Linked DNA regions of Mus musculus: region 2 is linked to region 1. Evidence: chromatin contacts called from public Hi-C data. All regions are on one chromosome and are shown on one strand. The core of a region is the stretch at or near the end of the contact, and the rest is flanking DNA. Distances in the headings are between cores, read along the strand shown. Region 1 holds the start of Ly6d (lymphocyte antigen 6 complex, locus D). Region 2 has its middle 18 kb from the start of Ly6h.

Region 1 (5,133 bases), core at 1,588-4,087:
CTCCCATGTGCAGGTAGCTTCTATGCCCAGAATACTGCAGAGCACCTGCAGAGAGGAGCGGGAAGTGTTGCGAATGGAATGTGGCTAGCCTGGCAAAGAATTCCCTCCTAACAGGTGTCTTCCGCCGCTTGACTCTGCTGACCACAAGGGGGTGCACTGGCACCAGGCTTGGCCCTCAGCTCCAGGTATGGCAGTCACAGGGAACAGCCACCACACAGCAGCCAATGCAGGGTGTCTCCCGTGTCTCTTAGAAAGTTTCCCAATTTCTTGGGTTGGGGCATGTTCCTTCTTGCCTTTCCCTCCATCTCTCTTGCTCATGGTAGATGAATGTCCTACAGTGTCTGGTAGACAGGGTGGTGGCTCTAGAGCAGACCAGCTTCCATTACAGACAATGGTGGCTGGGCGTGGGAATCTGTGTAAAATATCCCAGGCTCAGCAGATCCAGTCAGCGCCTTGCTCTACGTGAGGACCTGGAGAGGCCCAGAGAAAGAGACTCACTGGGTGGAGGTACCAGGGCTCACCCCAGACCAAGCAGTAGCTTACCTAGACATTGAGGCTTGGTGGCTTAGGGAGTTTCGATCATATGCCACCTCTCACAGCCCTCTTTCGGAAGCAGGGTGTTTAGTCTTCTTTAAGGATCAGGGTGTAAGTGCATAAAGAGAAGAGGGACCCTCACTATACCACTGTCATCTGCAAAGGGCAGGGTTTGCCATATAGGCCCACCTTCGTGGGCATGCAGGATAGTAGCTACAGTGGAACGGGCTAGCCTGCTTAGCAGCAAGGAGGACTGCATGTTTGGATATCTGCTGAATACCTGTACCTTATCCAACCACACGGCCTCACCCTATTCAGGAAACTACAGAAATCTAAGTAGCACCCAGGGCCTAGGCAGCATCAGGAACCTATTTCATGGGAAAGCAAGCAGTGGGCCTAGATAGACGGTCTCTAGGGCTGTACTCTGCTTAGGGCCCTTCTAGTCTGCATCTCGTCAGCTGGTACTGAGTCACACCTCCCACCCCAACATACATTCATCTGGAAGAGTCCCTAAGGAGTGAGTGAGGTCCTGGTAGCTGGACTCACCTTGGACCTTGGCTATGTGCAGTGCCCTTGAAACTCTATGAGGAACCTTGGGGAAACAATCTCAGGGTTGAGGCCTGGGTACACTGTCCTTCCTCCCCACATGGGACTTGGAGAGAGTTTGCCCCTTCCAAGATGGAGGTGCCTTTCAGGTCCAGTGCCAGGAGCTACTGCATGCTGCCCAGGCTTGCCCAGGGTAACATGTACCAGAAAACTTACTATCCCACTCACGACTCCACACAGCCACAGTATTGTTAGATCATTTATTTCCAAGTAGAAAAAAAATAACTGGAACAAGTACAAAATCAGAGGGGTGGAAGCATGTCTGTCCCCCATCTTCCATGCTGGGACACAAGCCACATCTTCCTGTCCTGGGGGAGGCACTGTGCTATATATGTCATCAGCTCTTGGTGCCCACCAAGACCCAGCCCCAGCCTTGAAGGGTATCCCCCAGCCTTAGCGCCTGGTGCCTCCATCATGGCTAAAGCATGGGCCGTGGGGACACTGACGACTAGAAGGGAAGGGGCAAGGGAAATTCCAAGCAGTACATTACAGGCAGAGAGCCATAACAGTGAGCAGGCTGAGGCTCGTTGCCAGGCCCAGGGTGACACTGCTGAGCAGGGCATGTCCAGGTGCAGCGCTGACCAGCCTCTCGTTGCATAGGTCAGTCTGGCAGCATTGTGTGACCTCGGAACCACTGCTGACATGGCCCTGCTGGCTGTAGTCGGAGGTGCATGAGTTTGCACACTCTTTCCTCACCAGGTTCCCATTCAGAGGCTCCACTGCACACAGAAAGGAAAAGGGCATCAGGCCTGACTTAGTGTACCCTGGCTCCCACCGAGCATCACCCACTCTTGACCACCACTTTCACCACGACTGGCCCATTCCCAGGATCAAGCCTAGGGCTGATCTCTTGGCCCTGAGGGACTTGGGCTGCCACTCACCTGAGGTGACGGTTTTGCAGAAGTAGAAGTTGGACGGGCAGACCTGAGGGTTCTTACAGTTGGCACTGTTGGTGCACACGTGACATCGAAGTGCCCAGGCTGAAGGATGAGGGTTATTGAGTCAGTCAAGTAAAGGTCTTTGCCCCAACCAGAGCCTTCGGAATTTGTCACCCTAACCTCTGCCCCAGATGCCACAAAGCTCGTGCCTGTGTTTGGCTCAGAGGGTGTCTAGATATTCCTTAAAGCCCTAGAGAGGACATTCTAGTCAGTGCCACCCCTGGGCAGAGGTGAGAAAGCAGAGGGAGTACGGAGAAGAGAGACTTTTCAAGAACCTCAGGAGATTCCTGGTCTTTGCTAAGTGTCCTCCACACCAAAGGTCTGAATTCTGAAGAGCCCGGAGAAAGAGGGACTTGACCACCCTAGTGTTGCCCAGGACAGATAAGAGGTGGCAAAGGCAGTAAGGGAAACCTCTCAAGATATCTCCAGCTCTCCTCTCTCTCAAAATGCCCCTTTTCTAAGAGTTAGTGCAAAAATTGCCTGATTCTGAAATAGTGTGATTTTAAGATCCGGTGAGTTAAGATATCAAACTCATTTTGTTTTAAATGTTAAGAGCCAAGCACCCCTAGCGTTCTCCGAGCCTAAATTCCATCTTCCCTCATTTGATGACATTCTGTCAAGCCCAGCCTGCCTAGGGATGAGTGTCTAGCATCTAGACAAAGCTATCCACCCCTTCCCAGCCCCCAAGTGCAGCCGCTCACCTGGGCTAGTGGCCACAGCCAAGACAAGGAGGACGAGCAGAGCTGTCTTCATCCTAAACATCATCTGGAAGCACTGGGGACCCTTTCTCTCCCCAGATCTTATAGATGAGACAGGAGCTGTGGGAGGATCGAGGGCAGGCCAGAAAGCAGCATGCAAATCAGGTCCACCCCACCCTTCCTGGCCCCATGCCCTCAGTACAGGCTTGGCTTCTGCCACCTGGAGGGACTGGAGTGCCTGGTCCCCTCAGCCCCGCAGCCTTCCTGAGCAGGGTTGGCTGTGGTCAGAAGCCTGGCAGACCATTCTGGTTCTTGCTCCAGACACTGGATGCTGTTGAGTCTCCATCCCTCCTGCTGTTGTCTCTGCCGCTCTCTCTGGCTCTCCGTTTCCTTGTGGATTGCGTGCCTGTACCTGGGTCACCTTGTCTTTGCCTTTCTGTTTCTGTCTGTTACTCTCGGCATCTAATCACCACTGGGTAACTCTTTCAGTCACAGCCTATGCTGGAAGTCTCAATACCTACAGGTTGGGAGGCGCAGAGCACCTTCTTCTGCTCTGGGCTCAGTGCATCGTTGACCCAGTGGGGACTTGGATCAAGGACCCAACCCCAGGGGAAACAAATGGTCCTTGTGGAGGTGACTGTGGGGTCAGGAGAGAGAAGTGAGTCTCTGTGTGTGCTGGGTATGGCCAGGTTAGGGCTATGAAGATCCCAGATCAAGTGAAGCAAAGCTATGGCTACTTGTTGGGGTCAGCGGACAAGTGTCCTTAGAACTTTCATGTGGTTCTTCTTGAGGCAGGTTTTGGACTTGGCAGGACCTGGAATCTGGAAGTCACTTGGATAAGAGCCCCTGGAGAAGGTCCAGCTCTGTCCCAAGCCTTCCCCTGTGTTGCTAGGTAATATCTGCCTCCCCTGGATTTGCTTATGGCACCTGGAAGGCCACAGGAAAGGCCTGAAATTCAGGGTCCCTGCTTCCTTGGAAAGGCCCGTACAGCTCCAGCCCCTCTTCCCTGAATACATCAGACATAGGGAGAATGAGTGGGCAGAGGGATAGGAGGGTGGTTCTGAGCCTTGGGAACAGAACTTGGGACTCCGTGACAGGGCGGTGACAGAAGAGTTGGCAAACAGGGGAAGATGAGTCATTGGAAAACTGCTGGAAAAACAGGTTTGGAGCTACTCCTGGGCTCAGTGGAGTTCTGGGGTCTGGGAATGAAGGGCAGACAAGAAATGGGGAGTCTGGGCCTGAGATTGAGAGCAGGGTGCAACAGGCTTCACACTTACACCCTGGGTAGGAGGATGTATCGGCATGCTTGCTTGCTCCCAGGGACCTCAGCCTTCATGTTGGGTCTTGGATCTGTGAGATCCATGGTGAGAAGGGTCTTTGTCCTTGGAAGATCTGCTAGGAGGATGTGTCAGCTGTCTGTTCCCAGCTGTGCTCTATAGAAGTATAAAAGAGCCACATACTAAATTTGTCCTTAGAAGACTCTGTGATTCCGGTGGCAGGAGCACTTGTGGGTATTGAGGCACTCAACAAGGGTCCTGTTGGAGGTGGCCAGGCTGGAACTTGGAGGCAGTTACACATAGAATGGGCACAGGCACCATCAGTTCCCTCACTGTCTGCTGTCCGTACCCACTTCATGCGGAGCCACTGCTTTGAGAACATGGGCCCTCTAGGTCCTGGTTCACAGCTTCCGGGGTCTGGGGCTGAGATCTAATTTCCCCCTTGGAGATGTTGGCAGAAGAATATTGCCCAAGAAGTGGGATGAATGGGACACAGGGCAGGGAACACTATTGTCTGCCCCTCAGACTTGGCTGTTCCCTTATCTCAGCAGGACTGGCCAGGAAGTTGAGAGACAAGCCTGGACTTCTGTCTGGCGCAGAGGTCACCCTGCTCATGTCTCTCCCCCTTGCATTCGTGGCTGAGACACAGAGATAACAAGAACCACGTGAGCGGCTCAGAAGAAAGGCATATGGGTGAAGAAAGAGCAACAGATCACCACAGCTCTTCTGAAAGTACAGTCCAGGGGTCTTTCCGGGCCTGAAGAGGGCACTCAGTAGACAGGTCAGATCCCTAGGCTGAAGGTATTCAAACACCTTGGGGTATAAGGTGTAGGCACACTCCAGGATCTCCCAAAGCCACCCTGTACTTCAAAGCAATTCATTCATTCATTCATTCATTCATTCATTCACTCATTCATAATACTTTGTAAGGACCTCCTGTACTCTAGTCACTACTTGTATAAGGGACCCTGGGGGAGGAGAGAGGCAGGGCACAGTTCTGTGCCACAGACTAGTAGGAGAGAGGGACACAGATATCATTGCTCTGTGTAGTGCACTGAATGAGTAGGGCAACTAGAGAGG
Region 2 (5,133 bases), core at 1,498-3,997, 790 kb after region 1:
AAGGTTACTTTATTGCCATCCAAGGGCCGCTTTCTTTCTCCGTCACATTTTAGTTTAGTCCAGAGTTAATACCACCACATATATACAAATGGTATATAATACCACCACGTGCATACAAATGGTGCAAAACAAGTAGAGTGGCTTTTACAATATGAGATAGCATCTGCTTATTATGTATCTACACAAGTAGCTCATTTTCTCCCAATGATAGAAACAATTAAAATTAACCACTCAAACCAGCAAAATAGTTCAGTGTAGCTAAAGGCACCTCTGCCAAGCCTGACAACCTGGGTTCTATCCCTGGGATGCACACGATGAATGAAGAGAACTGGCTCCCTTACTTGTCTTCTGATCTCTGAATGCCCTTCCCTTACCCCACATATACACAAACAAATTCACACAATAAAGCTTATCCAATCTTTTTTCAAAAATCATTTCTTTTTATTAATGTGTACATGTGTGCCTGCTTTTATCTCCATATATACCACGTGTGTCCAGGTGCCCTCAGAGACCAGAAGAGGCCATCAGAGTCTCTGAACTTGGGGTTACAGGTGGCTAGAAGCTGCCTGATGTGGGTGCTGGGAATTGAATTCAGGTCCTCTGTAAGAGCAGTAAGTGATCTTGACCTCTGAGCATCTCTCCAATCCCAACAATGTGTATCGCAGGCTGGCCTTAAACTCATGATCCCACTAGTGACACCTCTTCAGCATATCCTGCTGACACACGCCGCCATGATTAGCAACAGCAACAGTAATAAATAAACTGCAAAATCTCTAAAACAGAAAAAACGTTGTGGTTCAGTACTGCAAGGAGAATGAATCTGTAAAAGAAGTTAACTGAAGGGTGTGTGCATGTGTACGTGTACACACAAGTGCTTTGCCTGCATGTGTGTCTGTGCACCACATGTTTGCAGCTCCTATGGAGGTCAGAAGAAGGTATTGGATCCCCTCAGACTGGAATTATGGATGGTAGCGAGCTACTGTATGGGTTCTGGAACTAGAAGCTAGGTCTGCTGGAAGAGCAGCCAGGGCTCTTAACCACAGATCTACCACTCCAGCCCTGGCCCTTGGCCTTTTGTTTACTTGGTCTTAGTTTTGTTTTATTGTTTTGTTTTTGATACAGAGTCTTGCCATATAGCCAAGCTGGTCTCAAACTCCTAATCTTCCTGCTTCAGACTTCCAAGTGCAGTCAGTATAAATGCCCAGCATCATGACAGTTGACCAAAATCCTGACATTAGAGAGAAAGAGACAAGTTCAATTGGAGGGCTTCATGGGGGTGGAGATCTATGCCTTCACACTTGTGCCACCAGCCAACATGGCCTATGTGACCAGCTGGCAGTGTTGGGACTCCGTGCTCCTTATTACAGGTGGAGAGATGGGGCTGGTGAGATGGCTCAGTGGGTAAGAGCACCCGACTGCTCTTCCAAAGGTCTGGAGTACAAATCCCAGCAACCACATGGTGGCTCACAACCATCTGTAACAAGATCTGACGCCCTCTTCTGGTGTGTCTGAAGACAGCTACAGTGTACTCATATACATTACATGAATAAATAAATAATTAATTAAATAAAATTTTTTAAGAAAGGCTCCTGAAGAGCTAGCTGTTCTTGTCTGAGACTTGACTCTGTGGCTGTTGCCAGGCAGCAGAACCACTCAGTGTCTCTTTGCCTGTGAGTCCTGTGATGGGGGGTGGTGTAAAATGGAAGAACTGGAATGGATGCTCTTTAGAGATCCAAGTGAGACAAGCCCCAAGGGGAATTGTGCCAACAGAAGGGATGTTTCAGAGCTCTGAGATCCCCAGGGCAAGAGTGTAACTCTCCAGTCCTCCTTCCCCGATCCCAGGCTCACCAAGGACCAGTAGTGGAGAAACTGCAGACCTGGCTTCCCAGCCAAGAGGGGCTTACCTGGATAATCCCAGAATCAGTGAATGGCACCCTAGCAACTCTCTTCACTGAGCACCTGGAGCCACTGCTCAGAGGATGTTGCAATGCTGTCTTTATCACCCCATTGTTTCTCGAGAGAAGTGCTGGTTCAATGCTGAAGAGCCCATGAGGGGAGTGTCATGGTCTAGCTCTGGCTCAAGACTCTGTCTGTGCTAATGTCCACATGTGATGGACATCTTGCAGCCTGCTCCAGGTCAGATGTGAGCCAACAAATATGCCAAGAGGATAACACATATGGAAGGAACTCTAGAGCAGCCTCACATGAGTGTACACAACTTAGTGGCTTGGTAGCATTGGTGAGCCACCTGAGGTACACCCACAGAAGCCTTCAGATATTCCTGGGGGCTTTGAGTCTCTACCTAACCCCTCATGTAAGGCTGAACTTGAGCAAGAAGCAGAGCAGGAAGTAGTGCTACGTCTGTGCTTCCTAATGGGGCAGACTGCTCATAGCCATGCAGTGGCTAAAGAAGATCACTTGCCATCCCTCATATGGACACCAGAGGGCCCACTCCTCCAGGAGATGGCTCAGCAGACATAGGGGCCCCCACCACCACTAGTGAAATAGGTCACCTTCAACACCTCCAGGAGAGGGCTGTTGTCCTCCCTTCTCCCAGGGTTATTGGACAATCTGGTTTTCTTAAAGGCCAATAGTAAGAGTGAGATTAGGAAATTATTTGTGTGTTTTGCTGTGTGTGTTTCAGCAGGGCATCGCTGATCAAAGTGACCCCTGGCTGGTTTCTAATAGTGCAAGTCTCAAAACAAAAAGGGGGAAACCTGACTTTTCCACCTCAGCCAGCTGTGCTGAGCATGTTCTCCCAGGGGGTGGGTAGGTGCGAGCGTCCAGAGCACCATAACAACACACAGGAGGTGTCTACACAGTGCCACCTGAAAGTCATCTGCACAATCAAGAAGCAACCCAGATGCTACTGAACAAACCCCCTCAGCACACTGCTCACTGGGAAGAGGGAGCCAGGAGAAAGCCATCCCTGCCAAAAGACAGCAACATCTTGGTGAGCGTCTCCAGGGAAACCGGTGTGGAACTCAGTGCCAAGCAGCACCTGAAACAAACACGTGGAACAAAAAAGAATGTCTAGAAAAGGGCAGGCAAAGCTCGAGCTGAATACCTTACCTTGTTGGGGCTTAAACCAGCAGCCCACTCCTGTCCTTATCACTCAGATATGCCAGAGTTGGTTGAGGTTCCCTGGGCCAAGATAGTGACCAGGCATGCCCAGGTCTAGCCCATAGCTAGGGCACCTTCCAACCTTCCCCAGAGCCCACCCTCCCAGGAAGCTGGCATCTGCATCCAAGAACCCTCTGTCGTCCTCATGTCCCTCTCCAATCTAGAGCCTTAGTGGCCTTGAACACAAGGGTCTAAGTGGCCTCACTGCCCCAGTCCCTCACCTAGTTTTGTTTCTGTTGCTGTGATTAAAAAAAAAAAAAAACAGAACAAACAAACAAAAAACAACAAAGCGACTTAGGAGAGAAAGAGTTGCTTTGATAAAACACCATAGTCCAAAGAAGCATAGGGATGAAGGAGTTTATTTTGGGTTTATGGGTCCAGAGGAATAAGAATCCCAAAAGGCATAGCAGCAAGCAGCAGGCTCTCTGGCAGAAGCAGGAAACAACACATCTCCAGACACATGCAAAACACAGAGAGAAAACTGGAGAGAAGCAGACTAAAAGCTCCCAAAGACACACACACACACACCACACACACACACACACACACACACACACACACACACACACACACACACACACAGAGTGGCATATTGCCTCCTTCGAGGCTGCACCTCCCTACTACCACCTCAAATGTTCCAAAACCTGAGCCTGAGAGGAACAGTTCTCATCAAACCGCCACAAATAGATAATGGATACATAGATGATAGATGGTCAATAGGTAGGAAGGTGGGCAGGTAGATGACAGATAAATGGAGATAGATAGATAGATAGATAGATAGATAGATAGATAGATAGATAACAAATAACAGATAATTGGTAGATGATATATAATTTAATATATACAGAGATAATAATAGATAATTGGCAGAAAGGTTGATAATAAGAGATGAAATGACAGATGGATATATTAATTAATTGATCCTGAACAGATGCTAGATGGAAGAAGGAAATTTTATTAGGTCTAGTCAGGCACAGTAAGCTAAACATTTCATCTCAGCTACCCTGGAGCTGAACAACAAAACAGGAAGATCCCGTTTCAAAAATAATCTTAAGACTGGGGATGTGACTCAGTTGCTAGATTACTTGCTTATTGTGCCTGAAGGCCTGGGTTTAACCTGCAGCAGCACACAACTGGATGTGGTGGTGCAGGCTTGCGATCCCAGCGTTTGGGAGCTGAAGCAGAAGGATCACAACCCTCAGCTATGTAACGACTGGGAGGACGATTCAGCCTACAATTCATGATACATTGTCTCAAAAAACACTGAGTAGAAACCCAGACCAAATCTCTGTTTTATTCCGTTCCTAGTCCCCTCCCACAGGTCTATAAAGCACTGTGGAGTAACTTCTCAGCTGCAGGCTTGTGAATCTTCTGAACCTTCTGTCCACAGTTTGCTTTGCTGACAGTTATCCGTGCTGTGCACACTGTCCTTTGCACCTGGCATGTAGTATTCCACTGTGTGATGACATCACTATTTATTAACACTTTTCTCCTATTGATGGGCCCTTTTCTGGATTTTTTTTTCTCTTATGAACGGCGAAGTTACAAGCATCAAATACATGTCTCTGATACACAACACACTTGGGACATCTTTATTGGGTGATATGCTGGCAAGGAATGGCTTGGTCCTGGGGGACATAATCACTCAGCTTTCCAGAAGGTACTGTGTGTTCCCAGGTGGCTGTACAATTTGTCCCTGACCTGAAAATCCCAGGCAAGGCTACAAATCACATCTTCAACGCATGGCATTGTCAGCTCTCCCAGGTTTGTTAATCCAGCAGGGACAGCTCATGTCTGCAGTTTGTTTCCCTGGCAACTAGTGAAACTGGAGACCTCCATACTGGAGACCTGTTCTGTGACTTGCGGGTGCTGCCAAGCCTCTGCCATTCCCACCAGATCTCTGGTCCTCATCTTCCAGGGGCCGCCAGTTATTTATCAATGTTGCCTTCAATCAGTTACTCTGTCGCCAGTGTCTTTTCTCAGACTGTAAATCATCCTCTTGCTTTCTTT

What was found. A called contact is a pair of places that touch in the nucleus more often than the background predicts.
Region 2: a contact with region 1 is called in a Hi-C map of cerebral cortex, with 4 times the contacts expected there. A contact is called at or near these places in 1 of 39 promoter capture datasets (hippocampal neurons) and 1 of 484 Hi-C or Micro-C datasets (cerebral cortex).

Annotation. Positions count from the first base shown.
Region 1 is chr15:74,760,730-74,765,862 of GRCm38.p6, forward strand. It overlaps Ly6d (lymphocyte antigen 6 complex, locus D), which reads right to left and starts at 2,838. Exons shown (of 3, transcript NM_010742.1): 1 at 2,780-2,838; 2 at 2,022-2,120; 3 at 1,327-1,859. The coding sequence starts at 2,831. The coding sequence ends at 1,627.
Region 2 is chr15:75,546,619-75,551,751 of GRCm38.p6, forward strand. No RefSeq gene overlaps it. Among named protein-coding and RNA genes, the nearest start is that of Ly6h, 18 kb to the right of the region's middle.